7 separate regions of the Mus musculus genome follow, and all the other regions are linked to region 5. Evidence: chromatin contacts called from public Micro-C and promoter capture Hi-C data. All regions are on one chromosome and are shown on one strand. The core of a region is the stretch at or near the end of the contact, and the rest is flanking DNA. Distances in the headings are between cores, read along the strand shown. Region 1 holds the start of Dnajc22 (DnaJ heat shock protein family (Hsp40) member C22). Region 2 holds the start of Spats2 (spermatogenesis associated, serine-rich 2). Region 3 holds the start of Kmt2d (lysine (K)-specific methyltransferase 2D). Region 4 holds the start of Ddx23 (DEAD box helicase 23). Region 5 holds the start of Acvr1b (activin A receptor, type 1B). Region 6 holds the start of Hnrnpa1 (heterogeneous nuclear ribonucleoprotein A1). Region 7 holds the start of 4930578M01Rik (RIKEN cDNA 4930578M01 gene).

Region 1 (2,769 bases), core at 238-2,737, 2.1 Mb before region 5:
CTCATTTCTCACTCTCTTCTCCGTCCTCCACTCTTTTCTCCATCTTTTTCACGCGCTTACATTGCCCTTGGGTCCCAGGGCTCTACGGCAAAAATCTGCTTCGCTCCCTCCCCAGTCCGTCCTTTCTAGGCTGGGCCCGAAGCCTTCATCCCTTTCGCGTTTTTGGACACTTCTGGGCCCCTCCTGCGAGCAGGAGACCTGGCTCCCCGGGGTCCCCTCCCCCTCCAGGCGGTTCGCACTGGGCTCCCGGCTCCCGAGCGAGTTTGTTTGTCCAGCGGCGGCGGCTGCTTCTGCCCGCGCTGTTTGCCAAGCTTAGCGCGCCGCCGCGCAGAGCGGGCCCAATTAAGTCTCATTCATTATTCAGCGCCCCCGTCCGCCCCCCGTCCCCAGCCGTGGCTGGGTTGTCGTTTTGTCGCCCCTCCTCAGCCCTAAAGGGGCCATATCTAGTCCCCAGCTAGAACTAGACGTTGGAGGGAGCTAAAACATTCTGCCCACTGTTGACAAGTGACCCTAAGTGAAGCCCACCGGCTCCATCCCTACCTCTAATCAAGCCTGGGGAATTTCGTAGATCCAAGCTTCTTTTAAAAGAAACTGAAGCTCAGGAAAGGGTGTGACTTGGCCAAGGTCACGGAGCTGCTCGGGGATTGTAGCCCGGGATGTTGAAGGCATCTTGTAAGCCAGCTCCATTCCAGCGTCCAAGCGAGAAGGCAGGCTCCTCTCCCCCGAGTCTCCCTGGGTTTGCCCTTACTCTTCTGATGGCTCGCCCCCACCCTGTATCCCTTGCTGGTGTGGGTTCCCCCCCCCCCCTTTGCTTCAGGCTACAAGGGTCTGAACAGCTTCTGGCTCTATGGATTCTGGGCTATGCAGGCTCAGACTCCCAGGTCTGGCTGTGGAGTCCCCTAACTGGAAGGCCTGGAAGCAAGGTAGTGAGGCAGAATTGCGGGTCTTGAGGGGCTCTCTCCTTCACCTCTGAGTGGATGTCTCTCCTTTAAGAAATTAGACGTGATCCTATAATGGCCGTCTTGGAGTACAGAGAGAAGCGAGACAGGGATCACCTCCCATTTGTGGCGGAGAGGAGAGGAAGTCGAGATTTTTAATTTTATTGATAGAGTCGCCCTTTTTCTCCCGCCAGGTAGCTGCACGGTTCGGACAGCTTTGACCAGGAATGTCCCAACCTTGCAAAAAGGAGATCTGGGACTTTTGGGGACCCTCCCTTCCGTAAACGGCAGCGCCATCTGGCGGTGTTAATGAAGTGCTGCAAGAGGTGCGCACTGCCGGGAGTGGGGCGCGGTTCCAGGCCCTACAGTGTAAAACTGGGTGAGTCTGGGGAAAGCTTCCCGTAGAGAGGGCGATCAGAGCCCAGGAACACAGGACCGGAAGGTGGCTACGAAGGGGCTGACCAGGGCTTTCGGGGCGGGGCCTGCAGGAGGTGGCCTGACTTCAAACACAGTCACCCAGCACTGAGGGACAAAGTCCACTTGTGTGGAGGTGAGAGCAGTTACAGAGGGGCCATTTTGAATCTGTGTTCAAAGGCAATGGCTGTTCTGAAGCAGCCTGGAAGCCTGGGCTGCCAGGTACTGCGGCCCTGCTGGGACTGCCTGAGGGTGAGTTTGCTTGAAGTAGGTAAGACGATTGGCAGGCAGATTTGATATTCTGAGGATTTTTGCGGCCGCTTTGTAGAGTGCCTTCGATCTGGTTGATAGGGATAGGATGGCTGGGCTGTGGGGTGCTAAGGTCTGGGTCAAAATGTTCTCCAGAACGTTTAAGTGGAAGGAGTTCAGGGTCCCTTTCAAATTTGGCTTGTGGGAGAACGGCATAGTCTGGGGAGATGGGAAAGCTGGAAAGGGCTTTGGCCGAGTTACAGAATGCACCCGCTTACACACACACACACACACACACACACACACACACACACACACACACACACACACACACGATGTTAAAGGAGTGAGTTTGGCTAAGACACTGGCTTTCAAAGGGGTTTGAAACAGTGAAAAAGTATTCTCTTCAGCCCTTTCCTGTGAGCCATTACTATTCCAGAGTCTAAGGGGAGGATAGAAATTTAAGCTTCTTTTTTCCCCCTTCTTATTCTTTCTCAATTTTACTTTATGTACACGGGTGTTTTGCTTGAACCTTTGTGTGTGCACTGCATGCACTCCTGATATCCTTGGAGACCAGAAGAGGGCATCTATGAGCTGCCATGTGGGTGCTGGGAATTTAAACCCCAAGTGACCCCTGGGTCACCCGTTAGTCCCAAGCTTTTGAGTTGTTGTTGTTGTTGTTCAGGCACCTAGTTCTCAGTGTCCCAACTTAAAGTCACTTAAAACATTCTCTTCCTGGGGGTGGAGAGATGGCTCAGCCGGTTAAGAGCACTGACTCTACCTGGTGGTTCACAACCATCTGTAATGGGATCTGATGCCCTCTTCTGGTGTGTCTGAGCACAGCTACAGTGTACGTATGCATAATAATGAATAAATCTTAAAAACAAAAACATTCTCTTCCTTGGACATGGTGGCACATGCCTATAACCTCAGCACTTGAGGAGGTAGGGGCAGGAAGACCAAGATGTCCTCAGCTATGGCCGCATAAGACCAGTTTGGAACGTGCAATAAGACTGTGCCTCAAATATCAATAAATTAATAATAAATAAATGAAAATATTTTAATTGAAGCATTTCCTCCCTTAAATATGGAGTCACTGTGATTGTAAATAACAGGACTGGGGTGCTAACGGAAGATAGGAGACATCTAGTACCTGAGAGACCCCGAG
Region 2 (2,737 bases), core at 174-2,673, 2.0 Mb before region 5:
ATGGTCAATTATATGATCTAAGACTGGAGTGATAAAACATATGGATATACTGTGCTCTGCCTGTAGCACACATCTATAAGCACGCACTTGAGGTGGTTCTGACTATTCAAAGCCCCTTTGCTTGGCTTCAAAGGAAGTGAGAAGTAGATGGTGATGAATATTTTCAGTGATGATTTAGTCGAAAACTCAGCCTCTACCAGGCGTATCCAACCTTTTGATATTGTGACATGATTGTCTTCCACAAAGTTCACTATTTAGATTTTAAAAATAACCGCCAAAACAGGTCTCATATTTAAGTTCCTTGGCTTGAATGTGGTTGGACATGCCCTTCCTAACCTCTCTCTCCTGATCAGAACCGGTAAGACACTAACTCAAAAGATACATCAATACTAGCGATGATCTGGCTCTGGAGAGGCTGGAGATTTCGAGCCCTGATTACGAAGTTAGGTATTTAACAGAAAGATTCGACAACAGCCCTTCCTAATCACAGCCACGTAGAGGGATGCAGGAAGTGTGAGGTCGTTCGCTCGCACATCCTCTCTCCAGAACCTCTCCCATCAGGCTGGGTGGCCAGGTGGCTCTGAAATAACCTTTAGGAGCAGAAGGTAGGTCCGGAGGCGGGCAAAGTTAAAGGGAGTGAGCGGCTGAATTGTTCCCTGCTAGAGAGGGCGGACGTGCCTGCAGACCTGGAGCGAAAGGCTCTAGGATCCCATTGGGAATCTTCGGCCACCTCCGGTGAGTTTCGGCTCTTTCCGTCAGTTCCCGCTCGGCTCGTCACTTAGGGGCACGCTGGCGCCCACTCCTAGCCCGGCCGCTTTAGGTCGCCTTTCCCGCACGCGGACGCGAGTACGCGCCCTGCTCGTCTCGCCGCCGTTCCTTCCCGTTTGGCCCCTGACCCGCTCCTTCAACCCCTCAGTGAATTAATTCCCCGTCTCCCGCAACTCAGGCGCGCGAACCCCGCGCGAAGGGAGAGCGCCTGAGAGGAGCGGTAACCCGGCCGCGCGCCCCGGTCCCCTCGGCTCCGGTCTCCCGCGTGCGGCGCATCGGGGTCGCGCCGGCGCGAGCGCGCGCCCTGCGCTCCGGCTGGCGGGGGGCGCATGCACGAGTACGAGCGCGCGCGCACGCGCGGGCTCCGAGGCGGGGCGAGAGGGGCGAGCGGCGGCGCGAGTGCGGGCGGACGAGGGTCGCTGTGGATCCGCGGGCACTCCGGCCCCAGCCGCGCCTGCGAGGCTCTGCCGGCCGCCCGGCGGACGAGGGACGCGGGGAAGGCGGCGGTGGGGGCGGGGCGGCTCGGCGTCGGGCCTCGGGCGAGCTGGGGGAGGAGCGCGGCAGCGACGGCGGCGGCTCCCGAGGACGAGGGCGAGGAGGAGGCGGAGGCTCTTCTTTCCTCATCCCAGACCCGGGAGCGTCCGGAACGCAGAGCCCGGAACTGGGGGGACGCGGCGGCTGCAGGGAGCCCGGGCTAGGTAAGGCTGGGGGTGTTGGGTGAAGTGGGTGGCGGGGGCGAGAGGGGCCGGAGGTGGAGGGAGGGCTCGAGGAAGGGGAAAGAGGGAAGGGGCAGTTGTTGGGGGTTGGGGTACCGAGAGGAGGGGGACCGGGAGCCCTTTGGTTCCCGCAGTGTGGAGAGGGCCGCGGGTTTCTGGGGTTAAAGGGGCGAGCGAAGCACACGGGTCCGAGTTGGGGAGTTTCCAGAGGATAGGCCGGAGAAACAATGGAGTGAGGGGGACTCTGGCGAGAGCGTGTGTGCGGTCCTAGATTTCAGAAACTACGTGCGGGATCGGAAAGAATGAAATAATGGGTCGATTGAAATGTGAAGTACGGCGAGATGGGCATGTGTAAAGTCTTCTGCATTGTGTCAGGACGCAAGTGCCATCATGGGACTTAAAGGGTAGAAGGACAATTTCGGAATTTGAGAGGAAACCGGACTAGAAAAGGCAAAGAGAGGCAAAGAAATACGAGTTTGGTTTTGAATTAAACCAGAGCCTAGGATAGAGGTGCACTAGAGGGTCTTCGTCTCCTAATTCATCCAAGATGATTCTATTTTTTTTTTTTTTTAGGGAGTGGGTTAGTCTTGGCCCCTTGCTAAGGCATGCAAGCCCTTCTCCCAGTAATTTTATTATTATTATTTATAGTTCATTTTGTTGTAAGGCAAAACTGTAATATTTATTCTCGATCAGCTCAGCAGACTACTGTATATAATTTCTCCGTATTTATTGAAGCAAGAGAGAACACACTGCCGGCAGTACTCTACCATGAGCGAGGTCAGCGATACTGCGGAGTTGAAGATGTTTGGTTTGAAAAGTAATGAATAACTGTGATTTTTTTTTTCTTTTTAAATTTAAGTTGTCTGTCCTTTGTTGGAATTTTTGTTTCCCATTGAGAAATGTTCCGGCTTGAAAAAAAAATGTTCATAAACCTTCTAATTCTGGTTTTGTGCTTGGGGGAAGAGAGTTTCGGTTTTTTGTTTTTAGAAATTGTTCAGGGATGCTGATTCCTAGTGGTCAAACTGCCTCCACATTCTCGTATTTTTGAGTTAAGGTGGTTTGGGAGTCCTGTGAATAAGTATTTCAGGGTTATGGACTTTGCATTCCACCCCCCCCCCCAGACTCCCCCCTTGGGGGTGGTCTTAGTCTTTATCAGTAACCTAGGCTGGCTTGTGACCTATTGTGTAACCCCAGTTAGCCTTTGAAGTAAAGTTCTTTTGCCTCAGACTCCCAGCTGCTGGGATTACAGCTGT
Region 3 (2,766 bases), core at 144-2,643, 2.3 Mb before region 5:
CTGAGACAATACTCAAGGAGACCTAGCAAATGTATTTTGGAGGGGGTGGAATGAGGGCGCAAAATGCACTAGCCAAATCCCTGCTGGGCAACATGACAGGTGTGAGAGAGGCTGTCCCCAGCCCGGGGCCCAGAGGCTGAGGCGGGAGGCTCATGCTGCACCCTTCCTGCTGTAGATACACACCCCTTCTCCCCAGCACCTCCTACCAGGGCTGGAAACACTGGCTTCCAGCAGAAAAGAGCACAAATAAAGTCATTTCTCCATCAAAGAGGCACAAGCTAGCCTACTCTGCAGAGCCGGGGCAGCACCTGAGAACTATTTACCATTCCGTAGCCAGAAAAGCATTGTAGAGATCTGGCGGGGGCTTTCAGGATTGGCCAGGGACTCATGGGCAGCTAACTCTACACTAGGCCCAGAGAAAGCAAGAGACAAAAGCCATTTTTTTGCAGCCCACATTCGTAGAGAACAGATCTCAACGGCCTCCTCTATAATCCCCCGGAGATTATGTCCATCCCAAGAGGAGGGGAAACGAAGCAGGCTAAGACACCACTAGGCCTTGCTGGGGTCACTTTGCCAGGCAGAGTAGTTAAGTTGAACAGCAGGGGCAGAGCTGCCCCAGCCCCACCTCCTTCATGCCCCAGCTCCCCTCTTCATCGCACCAGTTTCCACCCACCCTCCCCCCCCCCCCCCACCTCCCGGGTGAAGGACTCAGGGCTCCTTGAGTTTCCCACGGATTGTTTTGGGTGCCCAGGTAGGTAGGAACAACATTAAAGTCCAATCTGGCAGTATGTGGGACCTGGCAGTGGCATCCCCCCACCAAGTTGCTCTGTCCCAAGGAACCCTGGGGGTGGGGGTGGGGGACAACAGCCTGGGATTGGTGTTGGCATCAGGGCCTGGGTCCTAGTTTGGTCGAACTCCCTCAACACAAAAATAAACAGGCAGAGAGGCTATCTGGACATGTTCCCAAACTCCTGTAGTTCCCTGAACCCCCAATCTTTAAAGAGGCACACCCCAAGAAACCAGGCCTCGGTTCTGCCGTGGCAACTGGCTCAGATTCCCTTGACAGACCCTGCCAAAGGAACCCTCCCCAGCTCTGGCACCCCTTTCTCCAACCTAAAGGCCAGCCACCGGCCAAGATAGTCCATCTGGCTGTGCCCCTAGTCCAACCCTTTCTGGGCCCAGGCCGGGCGGACTTCACTCACCTCTTCACAGGGCGATCCAGAAATCCTCATCCGAGAACATGGCCAGAGCCCGGGCCGCTCCCCGACCTCCAACCGCCAGAGCGAGCACAGCCGCCCCCCACTCGGGGGGGCTTAGGGAGACCAAGAACGGTAAATCCAGGTCGGAGTGGTCACCCTTCCCCCGGGGGTTTAAAAAAAAAAAAAAAAAAAAAAGCAAAAATCCAACAGGGGTTCTCTGCCTCAGGTTCCAGCAGTTTAGGTTTCCATGAACAGCCCCAGGGCGGCGAATCCCGAGCGGACACAAAGAGAGCACCGGTGGCTTTGATCTTGGGCGAGCAGGCTCCGCATCCGCGTCGCGGGGCGGCCTCTCAGTCCTAGGGCCCGGCCAGCGCCCCGGCCGCCCGCGCCGGGCTCGGGCGGAACGTCGAGGCTCTCCAGATGGAACGTCGAGGCGCCTCCCCAGCAGCCCGGAAGGAATGCCGCGCCGCGCCGCGCCGCGCGCCGGGCCCGGATGGAACGTGAGCCCCTCGCAGCCGCGCCGAGCCCCTCTCCCCGCCGGGCCGGCGCCCCGGGGCCGCGCGAGCTACGGCGACGCGGAGCCGGCGGGGCCGAACCTGACACACACCCAGCGCCGGGCTCCGCGACCCCGAGCGTCCCCCCTCGGCGGCTTCGAGCCCCCCACCTTCTGCTCCCCCCGGGGAAGGGAGGAGGGTTGGTGGGCGAGGAAGAGGAAGGGGCGGGCGGTGCGAGCCCTCTGCCCGCTCCCCTCCGGCCGCTCCAGGCCCAGCGCTCGCCTCCCTTCCCCTCTGGCCTCGGGAGCTGCCCCGCCCCCGGCCTGGCCGCCTGTGGTCAGCGGCACCCCCTAGACCCCCGGCAGGCACTGATCGCGGGGGGTCTAGAGGTGCATGGTCCAACCCCGGCTCCCGGCGCCGGGGGGTCAGGAAACTGAGCGGAAAGTGGGGAACGAGGCAGCCATTTGCAACCGGAGAGGAAAGTAGTGCAGCGCGGCGCCGCTCCGCCTCCCCCCTCCGCCTCCTGCTCGGCCGGTAGGGTGGTTCCTGCGAAGAGGCTCTTTCCTCGCCTTGGAGCTGGGCAGCGATCGTAGAGACTCGTGGAGCGTCCGGCGCGAGATCCAGGGGGCCCTTTTGCCTGGGGAACCCCACTCGAGAAGGGGAGAAAGGAGAAGAGGAGGCCCTATTTTGTGTTGGAGCGGGGCGGCGGAGGGGTACAGCCCTCTTGGAGGAAAGGCTGTGACTCTGCAGTTCTACGCACACGCTCCGGGATCCCTCCGCTGCAGATTAACCCCGACTGCGCCAGGCTGGCCGCCGGGCAGACACGTGGGAATAAAGCCCCCCTCTTCTTCGCCACGGCCCAGGAGCTGCCTCCTTTACCTTCTGGGTGGTAAAGCTAGGATTCTGGCCACTTTTTAATTCTGTTCCCTAAAGTCACTGACCCTTGGAACTCCTTTCTTTGGCTGGGGGACAATCTTTGCCAAGGGGGGGTGGGGGGTGAAAAGAGAGCCTGGAGATTGGCCGCAGCTCTGCATCCTGGGAACTGGAGTCCGCAAATGGAGAAAGTGAGGCAC
Region 4 (2,700 bases), core at 161-2,660, 2.5 Mb before region 5:
GAGATTTGGGGGGGAAGTGGAAGTTACTGGTGACTTTCACTACAGCTGTAGGGAAAAAAAGGAAAAGGAAAACAAAATAAAGACAGGGGGCTGGGGAGATGGCTCAGCGGTTAAGAGCACTGACTGCTGTTCCAGAGGTCCTGAGTTCAAATCCCAGCAACCACATGGTGGCTCACAATCATCTGTGATGGGATATGATGCTCTCTTCTGGTGTGTCTGAAGAGAGCTATAATGTACTCAATCCACTAAATAAGTAGATTTTAAATAAGAAAAAGAAAGAAAGAAAATAAAGAAGACACTAAGCTTGAATGGCGTTTGTCTGGGACAGAATGAGAACTGTCAATAGAAGCAAAATACACTGTTAGGGGCCCGTGCAAAGGCATGTGACTCTCAACGTCATCTCAACGAGAACATTTGGAGAACTTTAAGCAGAGTATAATACGACCAAAAATTACATTTGAAAAGAATTACTCTGGTGACTTACAAGGAAATATGTAGACTTGGTTTTTGTTTTTTTTTTTTAATTACAGAAAATGCTTAATAGTCTACAAGTGTAATCATAGCACTAGGAAGGTGAAGGCAGTACTGAGCGTCCAAAGACAAAATGGACTAGGCTGCATACTGAATTCAAGGCCAGCTTAAGCTCCAAAAGACCCGGGCTCCAAAAGACCCTGGCCGTGCTTCCCAGTTCTCTGTAGGGCAAAGGCCAATTGTTTTCATTTAATTGTTCATCAAGCGCTACTATATATGCAACATTCAGCTGTAGGCCCCGTGGAAACTACAAAATGAAATTCTGTCCACAGGAAGCAGCAGATGGCACAAGACACGCCAAGATAAGAACGTTCAGGCGAAGAATCCAAAGTTGCCGGTCCTTTCCATTCGTAAAGAGGATATGGAAGGGCCCACAGAGGAAGTGGCTCGTTTTAAAGTACGAGTAGAATTTGAAGATGTGCAACTGTGGGTTAGGGTTAGAACTAATCTCCGGCCGAAGCACTAGTTGGCAACCCCGAGCCGGAAGGCATGGGGTGGGTTCTGGGAGCACATTAGAGTTCCTGTCTGGCCGAAGTAAGGAAACAAGAATTAAGTCAGACTGACGTATAACAAGGGCGATGTCCACGGGCCAAAGTCTAGGCTCATAATACAGTCCTGGAAGTGGCCTGTGCCCTGGGCAGCCAACACTGCTCCCGGGGCCCGCGCCCCTTTCACTCTTGCCCGCCGGAGCTGCCCTGGCTCGTGCCCCTTCCCTGAGGCGTTCTTCCCCTTCCGGGCTGAGGCTACGGCTATCTTCCCGCTCCTCACCCACTCTCCAAACTCGTGGGAGCCGCCTCCACCGCCAAGACTCACCACCCCGCGCCTGAACCGCCTAACGCGGCCTCAACGTCGCCGAACAGTCGCCATCTTTCGCGTTTCCAGATCACGGAGGAGCACCCAGGCCGCGCGGCAAGCCGGGAAAGGGAGTTCCTGGGCCTGCACCACGCGAGCTGACGAATAGGCCCTGAAAACTACCAATCCCAGAATGCACGGCGCGAGGGCCGGCCAGGCCGTAAGGTCTTCTGGGTAATGTGGTTTGCCAAAGGTTCGGTGTTTGTAGGAGAAAGAATTTTCCAAGTGTTGTCTTTCTACTTACAAGGTTCTTCCGCAGCAGTCTTTCTGGAATCTTCTAGTAGGTATTGCAGTTGATTTCAGTCAAAGCTGGCAGCTTTCAGCGAGAAAGTTTATACGGTAACAAATAATTTGCTTTTTTTTTTTTTTTTAAAGATTTATTTATTCATTATATGTAAGTACACTGTAGCTGTCTTCAGACACACCAGGGAGTCAGATCTCATTACGGATGGTTGTGAGCCACCATGTGGTTGCTGGGATTTGAACTCTGGACCTTTGGAAGAGCAGTCGGGTGCTCTTACCCACTGAGCCATCTCGCCAGCCCCCCCCCTTTTTTTTTGAAAAGTGTTTTTTATAAAAATTGTGAGAGAGATTATTGCCTCCGTGGATGAATGGAAGATAATGAACTAAAGATTAGTTCACTGGAGTAGCTTAGTACTTCACAATGAAGGTAGTACAGTTTTCACAGTAGAACTACTCCAGTCACAGGAGTAACCTTGGGGCCCCGGCAGGATGAATGCCTGAACAACCCCAGGGTACCCACTGTCCCCCTACTCCCAATAAATAATAAACTAACATTTCAGAGGTTTCCCTGGAAGGACTTCCCCCTCAAGTATCTTACTATTTATTCAACATTCCTCATGGGACCTTGCTTCCTCGTTTCCCTGGTCTTCAGGAACTGCCCACTTGGGCTACTTGTTATTGTTGATGTCTTCCTTCAGGTTCTCCATACATCAGTCCACCGAATTTTTCTTCTAGTCGTAGACCCACTTCCTTTCTCTTGGGTTCAAACAGTACCGTCAGCACCCGCTGAAACAGAATACAACATTGTGCGAGGTAGGATGGTTGAGATTAACCAGGGTACCCACTGCCTCCTTTTACATTTTCCATCCTCGGGTTTGCTTTAATCCCACATAGTTGTTGGTCTTTCTACTTTAAATTTATTCTATTTTTATCTGCATTGGTGTTTTACCTACATGCATGTCTGTGTGAGGGTGTCAGATCCCCTGGAGCTGAAGTTATAGACAGTTGTGAACTGCCCTATGGATGCCGGGAATATGAACCTGGGTCCTCTGGAAGAAAAACCAGTGCTCTTAT
Region 5 (2,704 bases), core at 8-2,507:
CCCTCCTTCTTGACGGTCTTCTCTATCCCTTGGTCTCACACATGAAACTATCTATGACTTTGAAAGGCTAAGATGTTGCCTGTTTTCTCCTAGTTGGTTATCAGAAGCAGAATACAGATCCCAAAGTCTCTTGTGAGCTCTTCAGAAAGATACGGGATCATTTGCCTTTTATAAGTATTTCCTACTAGGTTTGAAAGTAATGTTTATCTGGAAACTATTTAGAAGTTACTGGAATACTTAAAGGAGAAACAAAAAATTATTTCAGCCTGCCTCTGTGGCACACACACCTTTAGACCCAGCACTTGAGAAGCAGAAACAGGCAGTTCTCAGTGAGTTTGAGGCCAGCCTGGACAACATAATAAGACTCTGTCTCAAAAACAAACTGAAAACCTTAGTAGTAATATTGAGTAATATCGTTCCCTTTTCTCCTACGCATACATGCATACATATCATCCACAAAAATTTATTGTAAAGGTTGGTGTTTACATTTTCATTTAACATGGAGTAACATTTCCTCGCGCCATTAGTTTTTGTAAACCGATTTTTAATCACTAGTGCTCCTTCACATGAGTGAGCCACAGTTTATCTAAGCTTCTATGATTGCTTCTCTAGTTTCCAGCTTTTTCCAATGATAAATAAGCAAGGGAACATTTTGCGTAAATATTTAGCCTCATTATTTCCTGAAGACAGACAGGAGGAAATGCCGGGCAAATGCAATGCGTTTTGTGAAGCTGTCTGATAGGTGCTGTCACATTGTTTCCCAAAATGGTTCTACCTGGCCAGCACCCTCACCAAGGCTGTCAGCCGTGCCAGCCTAGCTACATTTCGAAAACACAGACGCTCGCTCGCACAGGTAGTTGTGTCCAGCTCGCTGCAGCGGGAGGGAGCCTCGAGGGGACGCCGGTCAGGAGACTCTGGCGACGAACCCAGCGGGACACAACGGGCCGGAGGGTCGGGGCTGGGGGAAGGAAGGAGGACGGGCGCCGGCGCGGCCACTCCGCGGAGGGAGGAGGGAGACTGTCGGTCGGCGGACCCGGCCTCCCCCGCTTTCGGCTCAGCTCCGCACGGGTGCGCGAGGTTGGCCGAGGCGAGAGCCTCCGCCCCTTTAACAGGGACCCTCCCCTTTAAGGCGGGCGCACGCGCGCACCCGGCCCCGCCCTTCGGGGGCGCGCGCGGCGGCGGCCGCACCGGCTCCCGGGAGCTCACGTGCCGGCGCGGAGCGAAGGAGCCGGGCGCGCGCGGGCGGGCGGGAGGAGGGAGGGAGGGAGGGAGAGAGGCGCCGGGGGCGCGCGCGCGCGCTGGGCGCTGCTGGGCTGCGGCGGCGGTTACTATGGCGGAGTCGGCCGGAGCCTCCTCCTTCTTCCCCCTTGTTGTCCTCCTGCTCGCCGGCAGCGGCGGGTCCGGGCCCCGGGGGATCCAGGGTGAGTCCGGGGCGGGGATGGGGGGGGGGGGCGCGGGATACAGACGGCCAGGCGAGGCCTCGCGCTCGCCGTGGGGCTCGGGCGCGCCCCCTCCCCAGCCGCGCAATATGGCCGGGCGGGGGGCGCGGAGGGCCGGGGTGGCGCTGGGTCAGCCTTGGGGACCCGCGCGCTCTTCCAGACGGAGCCCGACCGGGGCGCCCAGGGGGTCGCGCCTCCTGCACCCTCCGCTCCCACCCCAGGCTTCCTCGAGATGTGGAGGTCCCTGGCTCCTGCCCTTCAGCGCGTCCGTGCGAGGGGGGTTATTCCCTGCCAGCAGATGCTCCTGGGGGCGCCTTTTCTCCCGCCAAGATTGTGGGGTTCGACGATGGGGGGCTTGTTTCTCCGATGTGTTCTGTTGCCGAGAGCCTATGCGTACCCTAGGCTAGGAGGGTAGGGGTCTCTAAGCCTCCCTTCATCATGGGGTGCCCCTACCCTCTTTCCCCTGCCACCCTGATGGTCTAGGCACCGGAGTCACATTCCCCCTTCTTTCGCTCAGCTCCTTGGGTTCTGCAGGGCACCCCCCTCCCACCCACCTCGGATATCCATGCCTGTAGACGCTGTTTGGAGGAAATGGGGCGAGCAGGCCCCTAAACCTTTTTGGAGATTGGCCTCAGAGCCATTCCAACCCTGTGAAAACCTAGTTCCCCAGCTGTTAATCTGAATCTAGGTGTATGTGTGTTTGCATGCCTCCTCACCTCCCCCACCCCGCCCCAGGGGGCCCATTCAGTTAATCACTCCGAGGATGCTTTTCAGGTGAGATCCTGAAAACTGCTTCCAACCCCCCCACCCCCAATTATTTAAAGACCCCCACGGTTGGACCGTCTCCCTGGCCCTTGGTCAGTACTTTTGCCTTGACACACAGTCCCTCCTCCCGGCACCCACCCTCCACACACACCCCTTACCTTCCAGCCTTAAGGGCCTTGTGTGGCCAGGCCCACCCCCACCTTTCCCAGTACAGAGGTGGAGACGTTTCTGTGGGACACTACACCGGCTGTGTTGTTTATGAGGCTTGTGAGGCTGGGAAGAGCCGGTGAAACCCTAAAATATTTCATCTGGTAGTATTCTCAAATGTGCTTTGGCATTGGGGTTACAGAAGAAGGTTATATTTGGCAGTTGCATCGAAGTGATTATTGACCCACAGATGGATATGGTGAGACAATTAGGGGTTGTATTTGCTGCTCCCATTGTACAAAGCCTTCTGCTTTGGCTTCTCAGCCGCCCCCAACCTTCCAGCAATGGAAGTT
Region 6 (2,700 bases), core at 72-2,571, 2.1 Mb after region 5:
AGGCACGTTCTCCAAAGTCTCAAGTGAAGGGAGGAACGTACCAAAAACTACAAGAAAAATGATTAACTCAAGGGCCACAAGAAAACATATGTTTTCCCTAAGGTAATATACAGAATGAATGCCTTAGTTATAGGAGTCATTTTAAGTTAAAATACTCGCCCCCACAAATGCAAGAGTAAGCTTTATTGGGGGGGGGAGGGGGGAATCCTGTCTTTCTAGTGACTCCTGGCTTGCTCTAAGAATTTAACCAGCCAACTCCCGCGCTCCCCACAGGAGTCCAGCCTCTGCCTCTTGGGGAAGGCCGGCCAATCGCGCGCTTGGGGCTCATTGGCTCGGAGAGACGCAACTCAGGCGAGAAAAACCCGCCTCCCACATTCCGATGGCCCAAGGACCGATCGGTAGGCAGCTATAGGAAAACCCAATTGGCCTATAGGCTCGCCAGTCAAATGCTTCGGCAAGGCAGCTTCACAGAACCTGCAAGGATAAAACATCCCGCCCCAGTTGTCCTATTGGCTGGCCCGACCCGTCGCGGCCCCTTCACTGTCGTCGTCCACCCCCCCCCCCACCAGTTCAGCGGTCCATTCATTTCGTACAATAACCGGTGCAATGGGAGCGGGTTCAAGATCTCGTACGGGTAGACGAGACTCTGCCACTTACCCAAGATCTAAAGTGATCACTCACGCTAAGGCCTGCACGGTTCCTCTGTGGTAAAGCGGCACCACAAGCCACCGCTACCGCCGCCTTCTGCGCAATGCCAACCGCCCGCCAAAACGGATCCTTCCCTGCGCCTGCGCAACCAATCCTGGGCTTGGACCTTTTCTCCGCCCAAAACGCCTGCGCAAAACTGGACGCTGGTCCCGCCACTACGCAGGCGCCTAGGTTCACAACCCTCTCCCGCCCGCCATTTCACGTGTTCCAGGCAGCAGGCGGAACATCGTAGTGCGCCGGCGTGAACTCGCCATTTTTATTACACATGCGCCTTATAGGGAGTGGCTGGGAAAAGTCGCGGTGAGCTACTTTGTAGCGTGCGGTCCTTTGACGAGTGAGTTTGTAATGTTCGGGTGTGGGAAAGTTATGAAAGGCATTTAAAAGACGTGAATACATTCAAATATAAGTGACTGGCTAGTTAGCCAATCAATGCGATTAAGGATAAGATCCCTTGGGGCATCAGTGACTCAAAGGGGCGGAGTCTGAATAGAACGCCCAAACGGATGCCGTTTCTTAGCAGGGCGTCTTCACGGGCCAATGGTGGGAGGGAATAATTTCAAATCTCCAATAAGACTCAAGTAAGGGCGGAGTCTACCAATACCGAGAGCGAGGAGGCGGGATAAAAGGGCGAGCAGAAGGTAGGCTGGCGGGCACGTTCGTTATCGTATTCCTTTCTGCTCTTTGACGCTGCCGAGGAAGCATCGCTGAAGGCTCTCGTAACTCTACCGTCATGTCTAAGTCCGAGGTAAGTTGGATGCGCTTTGCAGCTTCTCTTTCTTCCACACTTACTGAATATAGCGGGATGTGACGTGTTTTGCTGCTCGCACCCGTGGTTTCGGTGTTTTATCGATTAGTGCTGAGGCCTACTTTAAAAAAATGCAGGTCGCCATTTTGTCCTCATAGTCACCATGAGGCTGCGATCCGACCGCCATTAACGTCCATGCACTGTTCCTTGTGGCAAACTTCACAGACTAATGATCTGGGGAGTGTGGCCTTTTCTTCCCCTCCCCCATTCTGGTCTAACAATCGCTTGTTAAAGAGATATTAAGTCTTAATGGGGATGGACCCGACTAACCTGTGCCCTTTGTTGCGCGTGCGTATGAAGTAAAAGTAAGGACGCATGCGCTGCGTGCAACTCGAGTGAATCCCCAGCAGCACCTCCTAGCCTAGGAAGGAGCACGTGGTCTCGTGCAGTAATAAAGAACAATAAAAAAGTGTAGCATGTGTTGTTGCGGGGTGTTGATTCATTTTCCCAGGTTCCAGCCCCTCCGCTAAACACTCCCTCCTCCACTTTAGTCTCCCAAGGAGCCAGAACAGCTGCGGAAGCTCTTCATCGGAGGGCTGAGCTTCGAAACAACCGACGAGAGTCTGAGGAGCCATTTTGAGCAATGGGGAACACTAACAGACTGTGTGGTAAGATTAAAAGAAACAAAAGGAAGAGCTGGCTTATTTCTTCCGATTTAATCTGCTGCTTCTTAGCTAAATTGTTTTGTGAAGTTAACTAATGGGATGGTAAAAAAAAATCTGGGGCTTTCTTCAGATCTGTAAGAAGCTTACATTTCCACCCCCCCACTCTGAAGTTTCATGTTTGCCTTGATCAGACTAGGAATGGCTTTTGATTCTGAGATCAGGCAGTGTATTGATTGAATTAACTCTAAACAGGTAATGAGAGATCCAAACACCAAGAGATCCAGGGGCTTTGGGTTTGTCACATATGCCACTGTGGAAGAAGTGGATGCTGCCATGAATGCAAGACCACACAAGGTGGATGGAAGAGTTGTGGAACCTAAGAGAGCTGTCTCAAGAGAAGTGAGTGGTTTTTCTCTTTAACCTGAGACTATGATTGGGGCAGTCCTCAATTGGGAGATCCCCCCCAAGTGGTATTAAAGGCGAGGGCCTGGAGGTGGTGGCACACGCCTTTAATCCCAGCACTCCGGAGGCAGAGGCAGGTATATTTCTGAGTTCGAGGCTAGCCTGGTCTACAGAGTGAGT
Region 7 (2,700 bases), core at 27-2,526, 2.2 Mb before region 5:
TAGAGATCAGGTGAAGTGGGAGGGCTGGGGCCCACATGTCCCTGTGGCCTGAGTTATTGTCCATTTATTCTCTCATTTAATCCTCACACCACTCTCTGGAGCCTGTCTCTTTCTAGCCTCTCCTCTTGGTAGATAAGGAAATTAGTCCAACAACACAAAGAAACACAGCCGATACCTCCCCTCCCCCGCCCAGGCTGGTCCAGTTCCGAGAGCCACAATGTGAGAACCTTTTTGGTAGAAGTAAGAAATATTAAATATTGAAAACCATCGAATTCACGATGAGAGGTTAAGCCGACATCTGTCTGTCTCTATGGACACAGACCAGTGGCTTTAGCCTAGTGTGTTCCTGCCACAACCTTTACAGCAAGGGGGTAATCTTTTATTTTCTTTTTCTTTTTTTTAAATGTTTATTAGATTTATTTATTCTGATCTTTTATTTTCTGACAACGTCTCTGCCCCCGCCCAGTTCTTCTTTCTCTTACATACCCATTATGTTAATAAACTATCTTATAAAATGTCACTACTCTGTCACTTTAAGCCAGGCCCCGGTCCAGAGAGCCAATGTTACCAACATTTCTCCTTCGGTCTTCACGGATGTATGTGTATAAGTGTGTCATTTGTTTTGTGTGACTTTTAGAAACAGGAACCGCGCCATGCTGTATTTTCTGTTTGACTTGTCTGTCCTTTTCCTCTCTGTGCCCTGTGGAGCTCCTTTTAAACGTTTCTGCCTCTTCCTCCCAGCTGATGCGGCTAGCATCAGAACCTTTCCCTTGTTTTCACTCAGCTCTTGAAATGACTTCATGGCACAAGCCAACATCTAACTGGGTTTGTATTCACGGGGCGGGTTGAAACAGGCACACGCGTTATGGCTGACTGGAGTGTTACTAACAACACAGAGGAACTAGAGAAGCAGGCGGCCCATAGCAGCACGGTAAGCGCAGAGACCCAGCGCAGGCGCGCTGTGTTCTCACCGTTTATCGTTAGCCCCCTGCCTCCGGGTGGTTAACCCCCACTCTCCAGTCCTTTATTCCTTACACCTGAGGTATTAGTGGCCGACTCACAAAGGCGATGTTGTAAACACGAAGTGAGGTAGCCCAGGGAACGAATCGCAAACCTGGTGTACTGAGCGCTTTCACTTCTGGGATGGTCTTTCAGAGGAAGCACGTCACTGTGGCTCGAGGGAGGGTGGTTAAGGAATGGAGCTATGGGTGTGGTTGGTAGCCTGGAAAGTCCCGGAGGATGGACACGGGGATGCACAGCTGTGACCCAAACCCTTGGGAGACTGAAGAAGCCAGTCTGTCCCACACCGGGAGACTCTGTCCAAAACAAAACAGAAACAACAGTAACAAAACTGGAGAATGCCAGCCGGGAAGACTGTTGATTAGCGGTGTTTCTTGTGTGAGTGAGCTTTGTCACATATAAAATAGGGTGATAGCCAGGGCTATACAGAAAAACCAAAAAAAAAAAAAAAAAGGGTGATAGTGACATCTGGTCTTTTCCAAGTGCAGCCCCCTTTAACCCTCACAGCCGCACCTGTGACGCGGCCTGAGTTTCTTTCTTTCTTTTTTTAATTTATATATTTTATTTATATGAGTACACTGTAGCTGTCTTCAGAAACACCAGGTCCCTTTACAGATGGTTGTGAGCCACCATGTGGTTGCTGGGATTTGAAATCAGGTCCTCTGGAAGAGCAGTCAGTGCTCTCAACCGCTGAGCCATCTCTCCAGCCCCGCAGCCTGAGTTTCTAAATGAGATAATCTATGACTGGAAAGCACTTAGGGTATTTTTGGAGTAAATGATGTTGCGTTATTGTACTGTGCCGATGGTGTGGCCTAAACTTGGCATGAGCTCACATTCGCTGTCTCTTTAATGCTTTTCTTAGTTGCTTTATTTCTTTTGAGACCTTCAAGGATGGGGGTGGGGGTGGGGGTGGGAGCTGTCTTTGAACTCCTGAACCTCCTGCTTCTGCCTCCTGAGTGCTGGGATTACCATCGTGTGCCAGAGCATCTAGCTAATACTCATGAACTCCATGGATATCTGCTGCATGTCTAAAGCCTCGACGTATGTGTGGAAAATATGAAGTGCAAAACAGATCTTGTCCCCAAAAGCGCTTATGATTTTTAAATCGAGGTTCTTTAAAATATGAGGTAACATATTTTGGGAACTTCGAACCCCGAGATTAAAAGCTTTGCTAATGCCCACTGTAGGGGTAGCTGCCATCAACCAACACAAGGCAGAATTATGAATATTCACAATTTGTGAATATTAATATTTTTTTCAAATATTATGAAAAATTTTATCAACTTTTTTTTTTAAACTTACAAACGTAAAGATAAGCCGGTGACATCTGCTTATTTGTTCTAGCTGAGCCTCGAATGTGAAAGGGAGCCTTTGAAGGGTCTCCAGGAGGGCTAACCAGGCTGGTCTCAGGGCTGTCTGAGGGCTGGGGCAGCTGCGGGCAGCCAGTCTCCTGCTGTGTAGCTCTCACAGAAGCACACAAATATTCCATTGTTCTAAACACAATACAAGCGGATACTTAGCGGGCAGATGAAATTTAGTAGGAACCAAAACACACACGAGCAATGAGCAGTACTAGACATGAAACAAGCCTGATTTGGGGGCAGTTTCCAACAAATAAGCCTGTGTTGTTTCTAAAATGTCCGCCTATCCCTCCTGGCTCAGAGAGCTTTCTCTAACCCA

Evidence for each region. Promoter capture Hi-C pulls out the DNA fragments that hold promoters and counts their contacts. A called contact is a pair of places that touch in the nucleus more often than the background predicts.
Region 1: a contact with region 5 is called in a promoter capture Hi-C map of liver, with 3 times the contacts expected there. The contact joins the promoter of Dnajc22 here to the promoter of Acvr1b in region 5. A contact is called at or near these places in 2 of 39 promoter capture datasets (hippocampal neurons and liver).
Region 2: a Micro-C map of embryonic stem cells shows a contact between it and region 5, with 5 times the contacts expected there. The contact joins the promoter of Spats2 here to the promoter of Acvr1b in region 5. A contact is called at or near these places in 1 of 39 promoter capture datasets (liver), 1 of 484 Hi-C or Micro-C datasets (embryonic stem cells) and 1 of 115 datasets of contacts at active chromatin or transcription factors (embryonic stem cells).
Region 3: a promoter capture Hi-C map of pre-B cells shows a contact between it and region 5, with 4 times the contacts expected there. The contact joins the promoter of Kmt2d here to the promoter of Acvr1b in region 5. A contact is called at or near these places in 2 of 39 promoter capture datasets (liver and pre-B cells).
Region 4: a contact with region 5 is called in a promoter capture Hi-C map of pre-B cells, with 2.4 times the contacts expected there. The contact joins the promoter of Ddx23 here to the promoter of Acvr1b in region 5. A contact is called at or near these places in 2 of 39 promoter capture datasets (liver and pre-B cells).
Region 6: a promoter capture Hi-C map of pre-B cells shows a contact between it and region 5, with 2.4 times the contacts expected there. The contact joins the promoter of Hnrnpa1 here to the promoter of Acvr1b in region 5. A contact is called at or near these places in 1 of 39 promoter capture datasets (pre-B cells) and 1 of 9 other capture datasets (liver).
Region 7: a promoter capture Hi-C map of pre-B cells shows a contact between it and region 5, with 4 times the contacts expected there. The contact joins the promoter of 4930578M01Rik here to the promoter of Acvr1b in region 5. A contact is called at or near these places in 2 of 39 promoter capture datasets (liver and pre-B cells).

The regions. Positions count from the first base shown.
Region 1 is chr15:99,097,997-99,100,765 of GRCm38.p6, forward strand. Dnajc22 (DnaJ heat shock protein family (Hsp40) member C22) reads left to right here and starts at 1,488. Exons shown (of 3, transcript NM_176835.2): 1 at 1,488-1,604.
Region 2 is chr15:99,125,422-99,128,158 of GRCm38.p6, forward strand. Spats2 (spermatogenesis associated, serine-rich 2) reads left to right here and starts at 1,424. Exons shown (of 13, transcript NM_139140.1): 1 at 1,424-1,466.
Region 3 is chr15:98,869,812-98,872,577 of GRCm38.p6, forward strand. It overlaps Kmt2d (lysine (K)-specific methyltransferase 2D), which reads right to left and starts at 1,394. Exons shown (of 55, transcript NM_001033276.3): 1 at 1,203-1,394.
Region 4 is chr15:98,661,479-98,664,178 of GRCm38.p6, forward strand. Ddx23 (DEAD box helicase 23) reads right to left here and starts at 1,411. Exons shown (of 17, transcript NM_001080981.1): 1 at 1,345-1,411.
Region 5 is chr15:101,172,815-101,175,518 of GRCm38.p6, forward strand. It overlaps Acvr1b (activin A receptor, type 1B), which reads left to right and starts at 1,258. Exons shown (of 9, transcript NM_007395.4): 1 at 1,258-1,421. The coding sequence starts at 1,331.
Region 6 is chr15:103,239,076-103,241,775 of GRCm38.p6, forward strand. Hnrnpa1 (heterogeneous nuclear ribonucleoprotein A1) reads left to right here and starts at 1,322. Exons shown (of 11, transcript NM_001039129.4): 1 at 1,322-1,453; 2 at 2,005-2,121; 3 at 2,371-2,517. The coding sequence starts at 1,439. Cbx5 (chromobox 5) reads right to left here and starts at 777. Exons shown (of 5, transcript NM_001076789.2): 1 at 658-777.
Region 7 is chr15:98,984,689-98,987,388 of GRCm38.p6, forward strand. It overlaps 4930578M01Rik (RIKEN cDNA 4930578M01 gene), which reads left to right and starts at 1,277. Exons shown (of 4, transcript NR_045991.1): 1 at 1,277-1,398.